Regions from separate parts of the Sus scrofa genome. Here region 1 is linked to region 2. Evidence: chromatin contacts called from public Hi-C data. All regions are on one chromosome and are shown on one strand. Each heading gives the region's core, a stretch centred on a gene start, on an enhancer-like site or on the middle of the called end of the contact. The rest is flanking DNA. Distances are from core to core; before and after follow the strand shown.

The links. Hi-C and Micro-C count contacts between places; a contact is called where the count stands out from the background.
Region 1: a contact with region 2 is called in a Hi-C map of subcutaneous adipose tissue, with 1.6 times the contacts expected there. The contact joins the enhancer-like site here to the promoter of GDF11 in region 2. A contact is called at or near these places in 2 of 47 Hi-C or Micro-C datasets (embryonic fibroblasts and subcutaneous adipose tissue) and 2 of 2 datasets of contacts at active chromatin or transcription factors (alveolar macrophages and skeletal muscle).

What each region holds. Positions count from the first base shown.
Region 1 is chr5:21,291,573-21,294,884 of Sscrofa11.1, forward strand. No RefSeq gene overlaps it. Among named protein-coding and RNA genes, the nearest start is that of MMP19, 7.3 kb to the left of the region's middle. Within about 2 kb of position 1,724, at least 22 of the 83 cell types and tissues checked have an H3K27ac peak or open chromatin away from gene starts, as enhancers often do. A contact at or near this core is called in alveolar macrophages and subcutaneous adipose tissue, where this site is marked.
Region 2 is chr5:21,190,120-21,193,007 of Sscrofa11.1, forward strand. GDF11 (growth differentiation factor 11) reads left to right here and starts at 1,269. Exons shown (of 3, transcript NM_001244310.1): 1 at 1,269-1,704. The coding sequence starts at 1,269.

The DNA of each region.
Region 1 (3,312 bases), core at 474-2,973, 100 kb after region 2:
CACGGCAACACCGGATCCTGAACCTCCTGAGCCAGGCCAGGGATGGAACGTGCATCCTCATGTATACTAGTCAGGTTCATTAACCGCTGAGCCACAACAGGAACTTCCAAGGGAAGACCAAGGTCTGCTCCCCTTCTCCAATTCAGACAAAGGTGTTATCCCATAGAACGACCCTGGAGATGCTGGAGGCTTCTGCTGATGGCGCCATTACCTGGCACAGTGCTGAGGGATGCATGAAGAGATAATGTCTTGGAGTTCCCTCGGTAGCGCAGTGGTTAACGAATCTGATTAGGAACCATGAGGTTGAGGGTTCGATCCCTGGCCTCGCTCAGTGGGTTAAGGATCCAGCATTGCCATGAGCTGTGGTGTAGTTCGCAGACGCAGCTCGGATCCTGCGTTGCTCTGGCTCTGGTGTAGGCCGGTGCCTACAGCTCCGATTAGACCCCTAGCCTGGGAACCTCCATATGCCGTGATGTGGCCCTAGAAAAGATTAAAAAAAGAAAAAAAAAAAAGAGAGAGAGAGATAACATCTAGCCTCTGGATGAAGGAGAGGAGTAGAGGAATAAGGAGTTTAACTGTTCTTTTAGCATCTGGGATGATAGGGAAATGATGGTAACAAAAGGATTTTTGCGCCTTTCTGGGAACGACAACATTTCCCCCCTTTTTTTTCTTTCTTTCCTTTTTTTAAAAAAACTCAGTGAATCTTCTTATATTTATAGTTGCGCAACCATCATCACAATCCAGTTTTACATTTCCAGAGTTCCCTGGTTGCTCAGTGGGTAAAGGATCTGGCATTGTCACTGCAGCGGCTCGTGTTGCTGCTGTGGCGTGAGTTCAGTCCCTGGCCCAGGAACTTCCACATGCTGCAGGTGTGGCCAAACAAAGAAAAACACAAAACAAAACAAAAAACCCCCACATTTCCATCCCCAAATCCTTTTACTTAATAAAAACCAAACTGATCAGAGTTCCCTTGTGATGCAGCAGGTTAAGCATCTGGTGTTGTTACTGAAGGGGCTCAGGTCCCTGCTGGGGTGCCGTTTCCATCCCTGGACTGGAAACTTCCACGAGCCACAGGCCTGGTGGGGGAAAAAAAAAACAACCAAAAACCCAAACTGAGCTTTATTGCTTTTCTCAAGCAAATTGGGATGTGAGGGAGAACTTTGGCCTCCTGTCTAAATTCTATGACCCCAGGAAACAGATCTACCCTAATGTTTGGGGACTAGCATAGCCTGGAAAATCTATGTTTGGCTCACTTTAGTGTTGGCAAAAGTGTTTGTTAGGGGCTTGGCAAGGGACAGAGTTTGGCACTGACTTCCCCTTTTGAAGAGGGTAGAAACCAGATGGGGGAGGGGAACCTTGGGAAAGACCCAAATTTCACTGTTTTCTGTCAAGCCAGCTACTGTGGAGAAGGCTGTTGGGGTGAGAAGGCTGCCCTTGATGGGGGAAGCATCTAGGGAGAGGGTTCTCTGCATCCCCTCCTTTGCCTCTCACTGGCTTAAGAAGGATAGTGGGTGTTCCCCAGTGTAGTTCTGTTTTTGTTTTTTAGGGACTTCATTAATTACATAATGGAGGAAGCATCGACACTGGACAAGCATATCCTGCACAGAGTGAGGGAAAAAGAGCTAAAGGATTTTAAAGTGACAGAGGGGCACGATTCCAGTTTGAGTTGGAGCTGCAGGCAGTTTTGGCATAATGAGCACTGCCTCTTAGCTGTGAAAGAAATTTCTGAAAAGGGAAATAGGAAACAAGAGCTGAGAATGACCATGGAGACAGAGTCTCCTTGCCTGCCCGCTTGCATCTCTCACAAGCGTTCTATCCTAATAAATATATTTCTTGCAAAAAAATAAAAATAAAAAAGAGAGAGAAAGACCACCGATCCTAAGGAAGACAGTATTCTCAGAATTTTTATCCAGAAGCCATTCTTAAGTTTGTGTGCTTGCCTGTTGCCCATTTTTGTAAGACCCCTTAGTGTGTGTGTGTGTGTAATTACAGGAGTGACGATTCCATATTGTAAAAAAACTGAGATGGTACATAATTATCTGCCTATTTTCAAAAAGGAAGCCAGGAGTTCCCTGGTGGCTCAGCAGGTTAAGGATCCAGCGCTGTCACGGCTGTGGCACATGTTCGACCCCTAGCTTGGGAACTTCCATATGCAGCAGGTGCGGCCAAAACAAACAAAAAAGAAGCCAGATATTGATGTGGTGAAAGCACACTGGGAGAAAAGATTAAAGAGCTCTTTCAAAACCAAAAGCTGGAACAGGTAGAAAAATATCCACAAAGCAAGGCTGGCCACTAACCAGAGTAGCCATAGTGATCAATAAGATCAGAAAGAATTTTTTTTTTTTGTCTTTTTGCCTTTTTTTTTTTTTTAGGGCCACTCACACGGCATATGGAGGTTCCCAGGCTAGGGGTCTAATTGGAGCTGTAGCCGCCAGCCTATGCCAGAGCCACAGCAACAAGGGATCCAAGCCGAGTCTGCAACCTACACCACAGCTCACGGCAACACTGTATCCTTAACCCACTGAGCAAGGCCAGGGATCGAACCCGCAACCTCATGGTTCCTAGTCGGATTGTTAACCACTTCGCCACGATGGGAACTCCAAGGTTAGAAAGAACTTATTGGCAAGGTCATCCCTCTGCTATGAAGCCAATGGTGGTGGCCAGTGGCAAAAAGAGAGTAAGAGAGAAGAAAGAGAAAAGGGCAAGGGTAACAAGGTTGGGAAGCTGACAAGCATGTGAAACCAAACTCGGTTTTTTTATTTTTTTTAATTTTTTTTTATTTTTTTATTTTTCCTAGGTCTGCACCTGTGGCACATGGAGGTTCCCATCCTAGGGGTCAAATTGGAGTTACAGCTGCCAGCCTACGCCACAGCCAATGCAACATCAGATCCCAGCCTCGTCTGCAACCCACACCACAGTTCACGGCAACACCGGAACCTTAACCCACTGAGTGAGGCCAGGGATTGAACCTGAAACCTCATGGTTCCTAATCAGATTTGTTTCTGCTGCGCCACAACAGGAACTCCCAAACTCAGTTTAGATTAAGGTCATGGGAGTTCCCATCGTGGCTCAGCAGTAACAAACCCACCTGGTATTCCTGAGGATACGGGTTTGATCCCTGGCCTCACTCAATGGGTTCAGGATCTCCCATTGCCATTAGTTGTGGTGTAAGTTGCAGACACGGCTAGGATCCGAGTTGCTGTGATATAGGCCAGCAGCTGCAGCTCCAATTCAACCCCTAGCCTGGGAACTTCCATATGCCCTGGGGTTTGGCCCTAAAAGGAGCAAAAAAAAAAAGTGTATGTGCATGTG
Region 2 (2,888 bases), core at 19-2,518:
CCAGCAGCCCTACTTCCTCCGGCTGTTTCCCCAGTGCTCCCAGATTCGTGCCTTTTCCAGCCTTCTGACTCCCTTATTCCCTTTCAAGCCTCAATTTCAAGTTCACACTCTTCCCAGTGCTGAGTCTTGCTCTTGGGCTCCCCACCACCTCTCCACCTTCTCAGACTGACCCCTGGCCTCTTCTCCTTGTCTCTCTTGCTAGCCCACGTGTCCAATCCATCCATCTCATGCTTCCCGATGCCCCTGCTGAGCCTGATGCTGCCCCTCCATCTTCCAGACCCCTTCATCTTCCTTGGGCTGCTTCTGGTAGCTGGGGCTCCTTTGGGCTCAAATTCTCCACCTCCTCCCCCTCTTGGGTTCTCACTGTTCCCACCAAGGCTGACTCTCATCACTGAGCTGCCTCTCCTTCCTTCAGGAGTCTCCATCTGCCTATGTCGGCCTGAACCTGATCCTGGGTCTGCCCCTGGGGCTCCCTTGGTACCTCCCAGGCTCTGTTGGAACATTTCTCTCCTCTCTCATCCCCCGGGTTCTGGGCTCAGTTCTTCAGCCCCTCTTCCCAACTCCATGTACCCCTGACCTCCTGTGGTCTGGATCTGCAGACCTCTAGCTCTCCAGCTGTCTAGCTATCACTCTCTCCTCCCTCTGCTCTCCGACTCCCCTCTCTCCTTCACTAGTGATGCCATCACTTTCCTCCTCTATCTCTGTCTCTCTGCTTAAGTCTCTTCTGTCTGTGTCTCCCCCCCAACTCTTATCCTCCCCTTTGTTTCTCTCTCTCTCCTCTTCCTCCCCCTCTTTCTATTTCTGCGCCTCTCCTCTGTGTCTTCCCCCTTTATCTCTGTCTCCGATTCTGACTTTCTCCATCTCTCCCTTCCTCTTCCCCACCCCTATATCTCTGTCTCTCCATCTCTCTGGGCCCTTGCTCCCTCCCTCTCTCTCTTTTCCTCGGCTCTCTCCGGCTCCCTCTCTCGCCTCGGATGACAGCGCTGCCTCTTTTGTTGGCTCCGCAGCCAATCGCGGCCGCTGACGACACGGGGGCCGGGGCTATAAAGGGCCTGGCCCGGGCTCGGGCCCCCCCAGCCGCCCGCCCCGGCCGCCCGCCCGCCCCGCCCGCGCGCCCGCCGCCCCCGGCCCCCCGGCCCCCCTCGGCCGGGCAGCCCCCAATCCCGCGCCGCCCGGACCCCCTCCTCCTCCCTCCCTCCTCCCTCCGCCCCCTCCCCTCGGGACTCCGGCGTCCCCGCCCCCCAGTCCTCCCTCCCCTCCCCTCCAGCATGGTGCTCGCGGCCCCGCTGCTGCTGGGCTTCCTGCTCCTCGCCCTGGAGCTGCGGCCCCGGGGGGAGGCGGCCGAGGGCCCCGCGGCGGCGGCGGCGGCGGCGGCGGCGGCGGGGGCCGGGGGGGAGCGCTCGAGCCGGCCGGCCGCGTCCGTGGCGCCCGAGCCCGACGGCTGCCCCGTGTGCTTGTGGCGGCAGCATAGCCGTGAGCTGCGCCTGGAGAGCATCAAGTCGCAGATCTTGAGCAAACTGCGGCTCAAGGAGGCGCCCAACATCAGCCGCGAGGTGGTGAAGCAGCTGCTTCCCAAGGCGCCTCCGCTGCAGCAGATCCTGGACCTGCACGACTTCCAGGGCGACGCGCTGCAGCCCGAGGACTTCCTGGAGGAGGACGAGTACCACGCCACCACCGAGACTGTCATTAGCATGGCCCAGGAGAGTAAGTGGACCGCGGGGCAAGAGCGGTGGGGTGCTGGCTCCCGCTCCCGCTCCGGGAAAGTGAGCGCCTGCCGCTCGAAGCGGGGCGTTCCGGGTTACTCCGGCCGGAAAGCCTTTTCTGAGAAAACTTGACGGATTGGGGGCCGGGGGGCTGTTCCACAAGTTTTTCGAGCTGTAGAGATGGGCTGCGGAGTTCTGTGCACTTTTGGTCCCCGGAGGTGAGGGGGCAAAAGGAAAGCGTTGCGAGATAGCACCTCCGAGCCGGGATGTGCGAAAAAGATCCCGGCTTGGGGGGATACTGGGAAAGCCGGGGTCCGCCTGTAGGGGAAGGGGCAGAAACTCGATGCCGAAAGGCCGTGGTAGAGAGGCTGAAAAATAGAATCGGAGGCTTCGGGACCCAGGCAGTCCCAGCCAGGCTGCGGTGCTCTCCGCCTCCCAGTGGCACCAACTCTCCACCTCTACCACCTTGGGCTTTGCAACGCGCCCCCCGGGCTGCGAAGAACCGAGAGCTCCTCTCCTAATCCTAGGAAAGAGATACCAGAGCCCTGTATCTCTCCCGGCAGCCCTGGCACCCATTCCACCTGGGACCCTTCGGTCTCTCAAGGGGCGGGTGAAAGCTGTGCCTTCTCGGTACTGACCGAGCTCAGAGAACTCAACTTCATTGCACTGGGGCTAAGGGCACCCGTTGGGCAGCTCAGACCTCTATGTTGGTTGTATTCCATATTCACTTGCCCCAACCCTCAATGAGACTTGAGGAGAGGGAGAAAGACCTAGCAAGAAAAAGAAAGAAATAGATGGGAGGGAGGGGGGAACCCAGGAGTCCTAGCCCCTGGCCAAACGGAAGATGAACATGTTAATAGACTTGAGCTGCTTTGAAATTTTATGGCCTGGAAAATCCAGGCCAACACTGCCCCCCCCCAACTCCTAGCTCTCCCTAAGATCAGATGACTCCCTTTTCCCCTCCCCCACTGAAGTCTTCCCCCCACCACCTCCAACAACCAGGGAACCAGGCCCTCTCTTATTCCCCAGTGGTTTGGCAAAGCCAAACCCCCCCACCCCAACTGTTTGGTTTTATGGCTCTGAAGAGAAGAGGGGGAGACTGGTTTATTGGCAGATGGGTCATAAAAACCCGGGGATGAGGGGAGTCCTAGTGGCCCACCCCCAAGGGAGAGGCTTGGGAACCCA